2 separate regions of the Sus scrofa genome follow, and region 1 is linked to region 2. The links are chromatin contacts, called in public Hi-C maps. All regions are on one chromosome and are shown on one strand. The core of a region is the stretch at or near the end of the contact, and the rest is flanking DNA. Distances in the headings are between cores, read along the strand shown. Region 1 holds the start of ZNF768 (zinc finger protein 768). Region 2 holds the start of ZNF689 (zinc finger protein 689).

Evidence for each region. Hi-C and Micro-C count contacts between places; a contact is called where the count stands out from the background.
Region 1: a Hi-C map of embryonic fibroblasts shows a contact between it and region 2, with 1.9 times the contacts expected there. The contact joins the promoter of ZNF768 here to the promoter of ZNF689 in region 2. A contact is called at or near these places in 2 of 5 promoter capture datasets (fetal liver and liver), 12 of 47 Hi-C or Micro-C datasets (blood, brain, embryonic fibroblasts and 6 more) and 2 of 2 datasets of contacts at active chromatin or transcription factors (alveolar macrophages and skeletal muscle).

The regions. Positions count from the first base shown.
Region 1 is chr3:17,809,062-17,814,309 of Sscrofa11.1, forward strand. ZNF768 (zinc finger protein 768) reads left to right here and starts at 2,273. Exons shown (of 2, transcript XM_005653012.3): 1 at 2,273-2,907; 2 at 3,194-5,248. The coding sequence starts at 2,820. The coding sequence ends at 4,791. It overlaps LOC102158302 (a long non-coding RNA gene), which reads right to left and starts at 1,924. Exons shown (of 2, transcript XR_002342367.1): 1 at 1,277-1,924; 2 at 791-975.
Region 2 is chr3:17,765,381-17,770,752 of Sscrofa11.1, forward strand. It overlaps ZNF689 (zinc finger protein 689), which reads left to right and starts at 1,360. Exons shown (of 3, transcript XM_021086420.1): 1 at 1,360-1,924; 2 at 2,139-2,252; 3 at 4,639-5,372. The coding sequence starts at 1,720. It overlaps LOC110259905 (a long non-coding RNA gene), which reads left to right. Exons shown (of 2, transcript XR_002342364.1): 2 at 729-975. LOC110259906 (a long non-coding RNA gene) reads right to left here. Exons shown (of 4, transcript XR_002342366.1): 4 at 1-1,542.

The DNA.
Region 1 (5,248 bases), core at 1,023-3,522, 45 kb after region 2:
ATGGGCACGTGGGAGGCACAAGCTGGCTGCCTCTTGAAGGCCCACTGCATAGAGAGGACCAGTCTTGGAGGAGGCTGCATGGAGGTTGGCCAGGTACTAGTGAGACTGACTTTTCCCATGGAAATGCTGGTGCCAGAGCAGATTGGAGCCCTGACCCAACTTCTGCTACAAGTGGAGCTTGTGGCCCATGCTATGAAGAGTACAGGCAGTGGACCACGTCAGGGCTGAGGCTGGAGGGCTTGCACACACTTTGCAGGGCATGGCTTGTGCTCCTGTGTGCATTTCCTGGCGGGTAAGCAGGTTGGAGGTCAGAGAGAAGTGCCTCATGACAAAGACTTATTTGGAAGTTTCTTTTGTGGCTCAGGGGTAATGACTTGTATCCATGAGGATGTGGGTTCGATCCCTGGCCTCGCTCAGTGGGTTAAGGATCTGGCGTTGCCATGAACAGTGGTGTAGGTTGCAGACACAGTTTGGATACTGTGTTGCTGGGGCTGTGGAGTAGGCCAGCAGCTGTAGCTCCGATTCGACCCCTAGCCAGGGAACTTCCATATGCTGCAGGTGTGGCCCTAAAAAGCCAAAGGAAAAAAAAGAAGCAGCAGCAAAGCAAAAGGCTTGTCTCTCATCTGTGCTTTGGGAATGACCAGGAGGTGATCAGGTCCAGCTTTGCCCATACTCAGGGTACCTGTAGGGTGTTCTGCCCATGTAGGCTCTCTAGCGCTGGGCTCTGTGGGTCATTCTCTGCAAAGACAGACATTGGGATGGGAGAAAGGCATGGAGCTATAAGCTGTTCTGGAGGGCAGAGAAGTACTCACTTTATTTGTAGGAAGACACCTGTCTGTGATTGTAAGCCTTTACTGAGATGGCTTCTCTCCAGCGTTTCACCACTTGGGATTCTCCAAATTCTTGTTCTCATCTCTTTTTAGAAGAATAGAAGACGCCATGTTTCCTCCTAACCAGTTTCTTCCCTTCCTTTGTCTGGGAAGGCAACGAGAAAACACACTCTATAGTTCTTGCATCATCCCCATAGGAAGAATCTGGCTCATTCATTGTCAGGAACACTGCCAACTAATTTCAGTAGCAAGGGTTGGATCCTCTTAAGTTCTCTTTCCAGGGTCATTTTTTTCCTTGATTCAAAACTGCACCTACGGCAGTGCTTCTCAGGTTCTCTTCCTCTACAAGCCTCTATGCAAGTCGGACAGGCCTGCAAAGTCTTAAAGGCTGTCTTAAAGGCCACATGATTCTCTCTTGGTCCACTTCCCTTCCTGAACTCTATTACCTTCACCTGAAGGGATTCCCAAAGATCCTTGCCTCTCTGTGAGAAAAGCCAGGAACCAGAGATTAAGACTCCAGATATGGCGTTAAACTCAGGGAAGGTGGAGGGGAGAGGCAGGGTAACAGAAAAGGAAGCAGCCTTCTCTCTTTGGCAGTATCCCTCCGATGGGCCCCATCAGCACCTGGAACCTGTGGGGAGAAGGAAGGTGCTAGGAAGCAGAGTGTGGGCAGAGGCCGGGGAGGAAGGGTGTCTGTCCTCAGATCCCTCGGCTTTCGGTCTTCGGAAAGATAAAACTTAATGAGGCGTAAACGGGGGCGGGAAAAGATCTGAAAGCACAGGCCGGTCTAGAAGGGAGACGCCAGGGACCTCCCTCCTACTCCTCCCGCAGGCATTTCTGGAGCACCGGGGAGGTGGAACCGGCCTGCGCACCCCGCAACCAATAAGAAAACTGCCTCGCGTTCCCTGGCGACCATTAACTCCTAGCAGTTGGTGTAGTGGGAGGGGGCGGGATGGTGAGAGCACGAGCTCCACCGGCCAATCGCGGAGCTCGCTGAGAGGTAGGGGCGGTGTCTCTGGAAACGGAGGCGGGGTTGTTTCCTTGGCAACGGTCCTAGCCCTCACCGAGGGGGGAAGGGTGGCGATTAGGAGGAGCAGAGAGAGTAGGGGGCCGGGAGGAGTCGGGGAGGGCGCGCATGGGGTGGGGGTGTACAGTTCGAGGAGGGGTTCCCAGACTCGGGAGACTCGATGAGCCTAAGTTGGGGGGCGTCTATCCAGTTTCCCGAGGCGCGGCCAGAGCTGACCCCAAGGCCGGGGAGGGGAGGGGAGCTAGACGCCGCCCCCGCTGGCGCCGGGAAGCGTCGCTCCTTCTCGCTGACCTTGGTCTCGCTAGTTGCCTCGCCCTTGGCCACAGGCACTGAGGGACGCAGGGCCCGGAATACGGACAGATAGGCCCTCAGGCGGACGGAGACCTAGCACATAGGCACACAAACTGCCCCAGCCTTTCCTGGCGCCTGCAGGGCGCCCCGTCCTCCCCTACCTCGACGCCCGGGCCATCCAGCCCAGGGTTAATGCCAACGAGTTTCCACCTCCAGCCGCTCCTAGAGAGGCCGCGGCGCTAGCCAGCGGGGGAAACTGGCCGCGGACGGACACTTCCTGTGCGGAGGGGAGGGGGTCGGCCAGCCGCAGCCCTGCCCGGGCTGGGGGGCCAGACGGCGGGGTCTCGGGCGGGGAGCGGTATCCCGGGGCGGCAAGGCGAGTCGCGAAGCCCCTCACCTCCGAGGCCACAACGCACGAGGGCCTGAGGAGACCCCAGGGCAAGCCGAGTCCTTGTGGGTGGGGGCGGGGCCGCGGGTAGGGGAGGGGCCCGGCCGGCCGGAGAGGCCCAGGGTCAAGACGTCCGGCCTCTGGGGCCGACGCTGGGCAGCCAGGTCCCCTGGGCGGCGCTGAGCGGGCGGGCGGCGAGGGCCTGGGTCTCAGGGCACTCAGACCCGGGTCGCAGGATCGTCCGCCATCGCCGCCGCCACCGCCGCACTGGGAGCCGGCGGGGATGGAACGGGAGGCGTCGCCATGGGGCCTCGAGCCCCAGGATGTGCAAAGTCGTGACGAAATGGGGAGCCCCGAAGGGTCCCTCAAAGGTGAGGGAGGGAGCGCCCCTCCGAGGAGCGTGCCTGGGAGCGGGAGAGGGGGCTGCAGGGAGGGGAAAAGAGCCGGGGGCTTGGACACCTGGGACCTGGAGGAGGCGGGGGGCGGGGACCTGGTGTCCTGGATTTGCTGAGGGGGTGGTGGGAATTTCAGCACTTGCTCGAGGGCCAGCGACCCTGCTTGAGGAGGAGAAAAAGGCTTGTGGCAACTAGTGGTGGGACCCAGAGACCTTCCATGCCCCACACAATCTGGGTTTTCTGTAATTTTCTGATCCTGCAGGCAACATGAGTGAGAATGAGGAAGAGGAAATTTCTCAGCAAGAAGGCACTGGGGACTATGAGGTCGAAGAGATACCCTTTGGGCTTGAACCCCAGAGCCCTGGGTTTGGGTCACAAAGCCCAGAGTTTGAACCCCAAAGCCCCAGGTTTGAGCCTGAAAGCCCAGGTTTTGAGTCCCGAAGCCCTGGGTTTGTGCCCCCAAGCCCTGAATTTGCGCCCAGAAGCCCTGAATCAGATTCTCAGAGCCCCGACTTTGAATCCCAAAGCCCTGGGTACGAACCCAAGAGCCCTGGGTATGAACCCAAGAGCCCTGGATATGAACCCCGGAGCCCTGGGTATGAACCCAAGAGCCCTGGGTATGAACCTGGGAGCCCTGGATATGAATCTCAAAGCTCCAGATATGAATCCCAGAGCCCGGGGTATGAACCCCAGAATCCAGAGTTCAAAACCCAAAGCCCTGAATTTGAAGCGCAGAGTTCCAAGTTCCAGGAAGGCGCAGACATGCTTCTGAATTCTGAGGAAAAGAATCCCTTGAGCATCCCCTTGGGAGTCCACCCCTTGGACTCCTTCACCCAGGGCTTTGAGGAGCAGCCCACCGGGGGCTTGCCGCTAGGGCCCCCTTTTGAGATGCCCACAGGGGCCCTGCTGGCTCCACCCCAGTTTGAGATGCTCCAGAATCCCCTGGGCCTGACGGGGACCCTTCGTGGTCCCGGCCGACGGGGTGGCCGGGCCAGGGGTGGGCAGGGCCCGCGGCCTAACATCTGCGGCATCTGCGGGAAGAGCTTCGGGCGGGGCTCCACCCTGATCCAGCACCAGCGCATCCACACGGGCGAGAAGCCCTATAAATGCGAGGTCTGCAGCAAGGCCTTCTCCCAGAGCTCTGACCTCATCAAACACCAGCGCACCCACACGGGCGAGCGGCCCTACAAGTGTCCCCGTTGCGGCAAGGCCTTCGCTGACAGCTCTTACCTGCTTCGCCACCAGCGCACCCACTCTGGTCAGAAGCCCTACAAGTGCCCGCACTGCGGCAAGGCCTTCGGCGACAGCTCCTACCTCCTGCGGCACCAGCGCACCCACAGCCACGAGCGGCCCTACAGCTGCCCCGAGTGTGGCAAGTGCTACAGTCAGAACTCATCCCTGCGTAGTCACCAGAGGGTGCACACCGGGCAGAGGCCCTTCAGCTGTGGCATCTGTGGCAAGAGCTTCTCCCAGCGCTCAGCACTTATCCCCCACGCCCGCAGCCATGCCCGCGAGAAGCCCTTCAAGTGCCCCGAGTGCGGCAAGCGCTTCGGCCAGAGCTCGGTGCTGGCCATCCACGCCCGCACCCACCTGCCGGGCCGCACCTACAGCTGCCCCGACTGCGGCAAGACCTTCAATCGCTCCTCCACGCTGATTCAGCACCAGCGCTCCCACACGGGCGAGCGGCCCTACCGGTGCGCCGTGTGCGGCAAGGGCTTCTGCCGCTCCTCCACGCTGCTGCAGCATCACCGGGTCCACAGCGGGGAGCGGCCGTACAAGTGCGATGACTGTGGAAAGGCCTTCTCTCAGAGCTCCGACCTCATCCGCCACCAGCGGACCCACGCGGCCGGCCGGCGCTGACCTGGGGCCCCGCGGGGCGTGGGGAGGTGGTGGGCGGAAGAGAAGGGCACGGGGAGCGAGAGAAACCTTGGGAGGAAGAGTGGGTGGAAACGCTGGAGGCGAAAGGAGTTGAGGATTCGAGGAGGAGAGGGGGCCAGGGTGGAGGAAGTGACATGCCCTGGAGACTTATGGGAAATGGGCTATGAAGAGGGGTTGGAGGGAGGCCAAGCTGGCAGCCAGAGGCTCCGGGAGGGATCCAGAAAGAGGTCAGCAGAGAGCTGGCCTCAGCAGCAGCATGCCCCTTGCTGGACGCCCGGCTTGGCACAGTGCTAGATGGGGGTGGGGGGAGGGGGGGAGGGGTACTTAATTAGAGTTGGTAGCTTAGATTGGTAGCTACTGAGACCCCCTCGGAGTCAGGAAGAGGTGAGGGTCGGTGGGGCGGGGGGTGGGACCCCAAAGCAGGGCCTGGCTTCTGAGT
Region 2 (5,372 bases), core at 110-2,609:
AGATCCTTAAGCCACTGACCAAGGCCAGGGATCGAACCCAAGTCCTCATGGATACTAGTCAGGTTCATCACTGCTGAGCCACGAGAACGCTTCTTTTTTTTTTTTTAAACAGACAAAACTGCGTTATATGGAAGTTTCCAGGTTGGCAGTTGAATCCAAGCTGCATCTGAGACCTATGCCGCACACAGGATTCACTGCATCTGACTGGGGATTGAACCCATACCTGGGCAGCAACTTGAGCAGCTGCAGTGTGATGATTCTTTTTTTTTTGGTCTTTTTTTTTCCCATTTCTTGGGCCGCTCCTGCGGCATATGGAGGTTCCAGGCTAGGGGTCCAATCCAGCAACAGCAACGCGGGGATCCGAGCCGTGTCTGCAACCTACACCACAGCTCATGGAAATGCCGGATCCCTAACCCACTGAGCAAGGCCAGGGATCGAACTCACAACCTCAGGGTTCCCAGTCAGATTCGTTAACCACTGAGCCATGATGGGAACTCCTGCAGTGAGATTCTTAACCCACTGTGCCATAGCAGGAACTCCTATGAACATATTAATGTTATTATCTATATTACTTATATCTTGTGTATTGTGTTTTATAAGATTAATGCCTCTTGCATTAGCCAATGTATAACCAGGCCTCAACAAAATCGATGGCTAAATGTCGCGTGGCTGTGTGTGTGTGTGTGTGTGTGAAGTTTTATAAAGAATAAAACTTCTATTTTTTTCAGGAAAAACTGCTATATATCCTGGCTCCTGCCTCTCTGGAGCAGTTCCTCGGAGCTATCTGGGAGGTTGCAGTGCTCAGCAAAGTCCCCAACGTGCAATTTTTAGGTCCTGCGTTTTTTTTCAATGGACAAAATCTTTGCTCGCTTTCCTTACTAGCAGGACCCCTCTGAGATTTTCTTAGTTAGTAGAACTAGGTTGATAATCATCCCTTCACACAATGGTAACAAAAAATAAATAAGACGAAATGTGTGATGTGCTGGGCGTGGTACTTGAGCCCAATTCTCCTCCCTAAAAGGCCACAAGGTAGTTACACGCTATCTGCCTCGAAGGCTTCTCTGAGAAAGCCACTATAAGGCAAACCAGGGAAATCTCAGACCCGGGTTGGCCAGAGTGGCTCCGTCGCACAAATCCTTCCCTACCTCGGCTTATCGGGGGATCTTTACAGATCCCAAGTGGGGTCGCCCTTGGCGCCTCCAGACTCACGGCAGTCGCCTAACGCCGAGTCCAACTCCCTGCCCTTACGTTTCCGTTGGCTTCATTTAAACAGGCCGCTTTTGGCATCACCCAATCAGAATGCTCGATCTTCGGTCGCCGCCCAATGAGCTCGTGGAATGGGGGAAAAAGGGCGTGAAGCCCAATCGCAGCGCCATCACACTTGAGGGCAAAGAGGTTAGGAAGCCGGCATGGCGCTCCGGTCAATAAAATCGATAGCTGGAAGCTGCCTGTGTTTCAGGCAAAGGCGGTGCAGTAGCGGCGCCGCCATTTTCCCCGAAGGCATCTTCCGGTGCCTTTCACCCAAGTTCGGGCAGGAGTTTCCTGAATAACAGCGAAAGGTTTCCGTTAGCCCCGCAGGCGGCCGATTCCGGTTCCCTCCGGGCCTCCCTGGGCACGCTCCGCCCGGGTCCGGCGGGGGCTCCCAAACCTCGGGGCCAGCCAGCTCCCAGGGGCCGAGGCCGGGACGGGGACGGTCGTGGCGCCGGCTTCTCGGGCCCAATGGCGCGGCCTTCCGCTCCGCTCCCCGCGCGGGGAGCGGGAGAGGCCGGACCCGGCCGGAGAAGGGGAAGGAGGCCAAGGGCGGTGAAGTTCGCGGACGTGGCCGTGTACTTCTCCCCGGAGGAGTGGGGGTGTCTGCGGCCCGCGCAGAGGGCCCTGTACCGGGACGTGATGCGGGAGACCTACGGCCACCTGGGCTCGCTCGGTGAGGCCCGGCCCAGTCCGCTTCCGCGGGGCCGAAGGGATGGAGGAGATGGGGGGCGGGGGAAGGGCAGGGAGACCAGAGTGTCCGAGGTCCTGGCCTGCGACCAGGTTGTGTGAAGGGAGGAGGACGGGGGCTTGGCAGGAGATGCACCGGGTAGATGTATCTACCCAGCGTTGTGGACGATCTGGGCCTCTGACTGGTTCTCCTTCCCCAGGGTGCGCAGGTCCCAAACCATCCCTCATCTCCTGGTTGGAACGAAATACCGATGATTGGGAACCGGCTGCCCTGGATCCACAGGAGTGCCCAAGGGGGGTAACAGTCCAGAGAAGTGAGTGAAAGATGCCTCTGTGGAGGGTTTGCAGCCTCTAATGACTTGGTCCAGTGTTTTGGTGGCCAGGGGTACCGATGACCTATGCTGTAATGCTCCACTGACTGTGTTCATTTTCACAGCTTAGGGGTTCTTGTCTCATTGATGGTGAGTCCCTCCCTCCACCAACGATACACTTGTCAGTTTGTAAACTAACCACCTGCGGTTGTCTGTTGTGTGAGTGGATCCCTGAGCTTTTTTTTTTTTTTTTTTTTTAAAAAAAGAGCTACTGGAGTTCTCTGTTGTGGCTCAGCAAGTTAAGAACCCAACCAGTACCCCCCAAGGATTCCAGTTCGATCCCTGGCCTTGTTCAGTGGGGTTAAGGATCTGGTGTTGCTGCTAAGCCATGATGTATAGCTGGCAGATACAGTTGGGATCCGGTGTGGCTGTGGCCATGGCCTGCAGCTCCAATTGGACCCCTAGCCTGGGGACTTCCTTATGCTGCAGATGTGGCCATAAAAAAAGAGAAAGAGCTACTATCCTTCTGCCTACTTTTAGGACTCTGCCTTCTGCCTGCTTTGAACTAGGCTGTGACTAAGATACTACACCTCTTGAGTTTTCTGGGGTTGGGTTGAAGGGATCTTATGTAGCACGGGGTCTGGGGTGCAGGGCCTGTTTTTGCCCTTCTGGCAGGATGACCCTGATGAGTGCAGGAATCTGCAGCTCTCCTCAGGATCAGGCAAGGCCCTGATAAAGGCCGTGCAGGTAGAAGAGCCCCACATCCACCCACAGGGGCAGCTGCAACTGTCCGGAGCTTCTGTGCCAGATTGTCTAAGAGCGGGGCTGTCTTTCTAAGATTCAAATCTGACATGGTATTTCCTTGCTTAAAAACTTTTAAGTTTTCACCAAGTCAGGTTGTCAAATTGCTGTCGGTTATAACTAGGTCACTTGGGGAACTTTTTTTTTTTTTTGTCTTTTTACGGCTGCATCCGAGGCATATGGAGGTTCCCAGGCTAGGGGTCTAATCGGAGCTGTAGCTGCTGGCCTACACCACAGCCATAGAAACGCCAGATCCTTAACCCACTGAGCGAGGCCAGGGATCGGACCCACGTCCTCATGGATACTAGTTGGGTTCATTAGCGCTGCGCCACAACGGGAACTTTTTTTTGGCCACCCTGAGGCATATGGAGTTCCCTGGGCCAGGCATCAGGTCCCAACCTCAGCTGCGACCTAAACCCCAGCTGAGGCAGTGCCCGATCCTTAACCTGCTGTGCCCAGCAGGGGATCAAACCTGTGTTCCAGTGCTCCCGAGATGCTTCTGATTCCATTATGCCACAGTGGGAACTAATCCGTTTTCCTTTTGTCTGTGTCCACGGCCTACAGAAGTTCCCAGGCCAGGGATCAAACCTTAGCCACAGGAGTGACAATGCCAACGCTAGGACACCAGGGAAGTTTGGTGTGTGTTTTCGTTTTTGTTTTTTGTTTTTAAATAATCGCTTCAGTTAATTTGAGTGAACCCTTAGGTTTCTGGTTTGGTTCTCTGTGGCCTTAAGACACCAGAAGCAACAGCAGCATTTGGGAATATATTAGAAAAGGCAGATTCTTGGGGCACACCCTAGACGGGCTGAATCCAAAGCTGGAAGTGGAGCTCAGCAGTCTGTTTCATTACAGCCTCCAAACGATTTGGTTCCCAATAAAATTTGAGAAGCATTGGTTTAGGGGGCCTCATGACCTAGTTATTGCTAATTCCTACCTCATTAGTTTTCACTTCTTGCATTTGTTTTCACACCACAGCCACAGCAATGCTGGATCTGATACACATTTACAACCAGCAATGCTGGATCCTTAACCCACTGAGTAAGGCCAGGGATCAAACCTGCGTCCTCATGGACACTAGTCAGGTTCATTAACGGCTGAGCCACGGCAGGAACTCCAAAAACTTTTTAATTTTGTGTGTGTGTGTGTCTTTTTGCCTTTTCCGGGGCCGCTCACGCAGCCTATGGAGATTCCCAGGCTAGGGTTCTAATTGGAGCCGTAGCCACTGGCCTACGCCAGAGCCACAGCAACACAGGATCCGAGCCGCATGTGCAACCTACACCACAGCTCACGGCAACGCCGGATCCTTAACCCACTGAGCAAGGCCAGGGATTGAACCTGCAACCTTGTGGTTTCTAGTCAGATTCGTTAACCACTGCGGCACGACGGGAACTCCAATCTCCAAGAAACCTTCCTTGGTTTCTCCAAGCTAGGCTAGGGGCTCCTGTAATACCCTGTTTTCCTATTTGACTGTCTGTGTCACAAACACTCCTTGAGGATGGGGCTGAGTCGATCTGTCTTATAACCTGTAACACTGATAGGGAAGAGCAGGAGCCCGATATTGATTAATGTCTGCTTTGCATCCCGGTAGAAACCAGAACCAGAAAGAAGAACGAAGACAAGGAAGTCTTCCCACCTAGGGAGGCACCCCGAAAGGGGAAGCGAGGGCGCCGGCCCAGCAAACCCCGCCTGATCCCCAGGCAGACCTCCGGAGGGCCCATCTGCCCTGACTGCGGCTGTACCTTTCCCGACCACCCGGCCCTGCAGAGCCACAAGTGTGCGCAGAACCTGAAAAAGCCTTACCCTTGTCCAGACTGCGGGCGCCGCTTTTCCTACCCGTCCCTGCTGGTCAGTCACCGGCGGGCGCACTCTGGGGAGTGTCCCTATGTCTGCGACCAGTGTGGCAAGCGCTTCTCCCAGCGCAAGAACCTCTCCCAGCACCAGGTGATCCACACCGGCGAGAAGCCCTACCACTGCCCTGACTGTGGCCGCTGCTTCCGGAGGAGCCGGTCCCTGGCCAATCACCGGACCACGCACACGGGTGAAAAACCGCACCAGTGCCCGAGCTGCGGGCGGCGCTTCGCCTACCCCTCCCTGCTGGCCATTCACCAGCGCACGCACACGGGCGAGAAGCCCTACACCTGCCTGGAGTGCAGCCGGCGCTTCCGCCAGCGCACGGCGCTCGTCATCCACCAGCGCATCCACACCGGCGAGAAGCCCTACCCGTGCCCGGACTGCGAGCGCCGTTTCTCCTCGTCCTCCCGCCTGGTCAGTCACCGGCGGGTGCACTCCGGGGAGCGGCCCTACGCCTGCGAGCACTGCGAG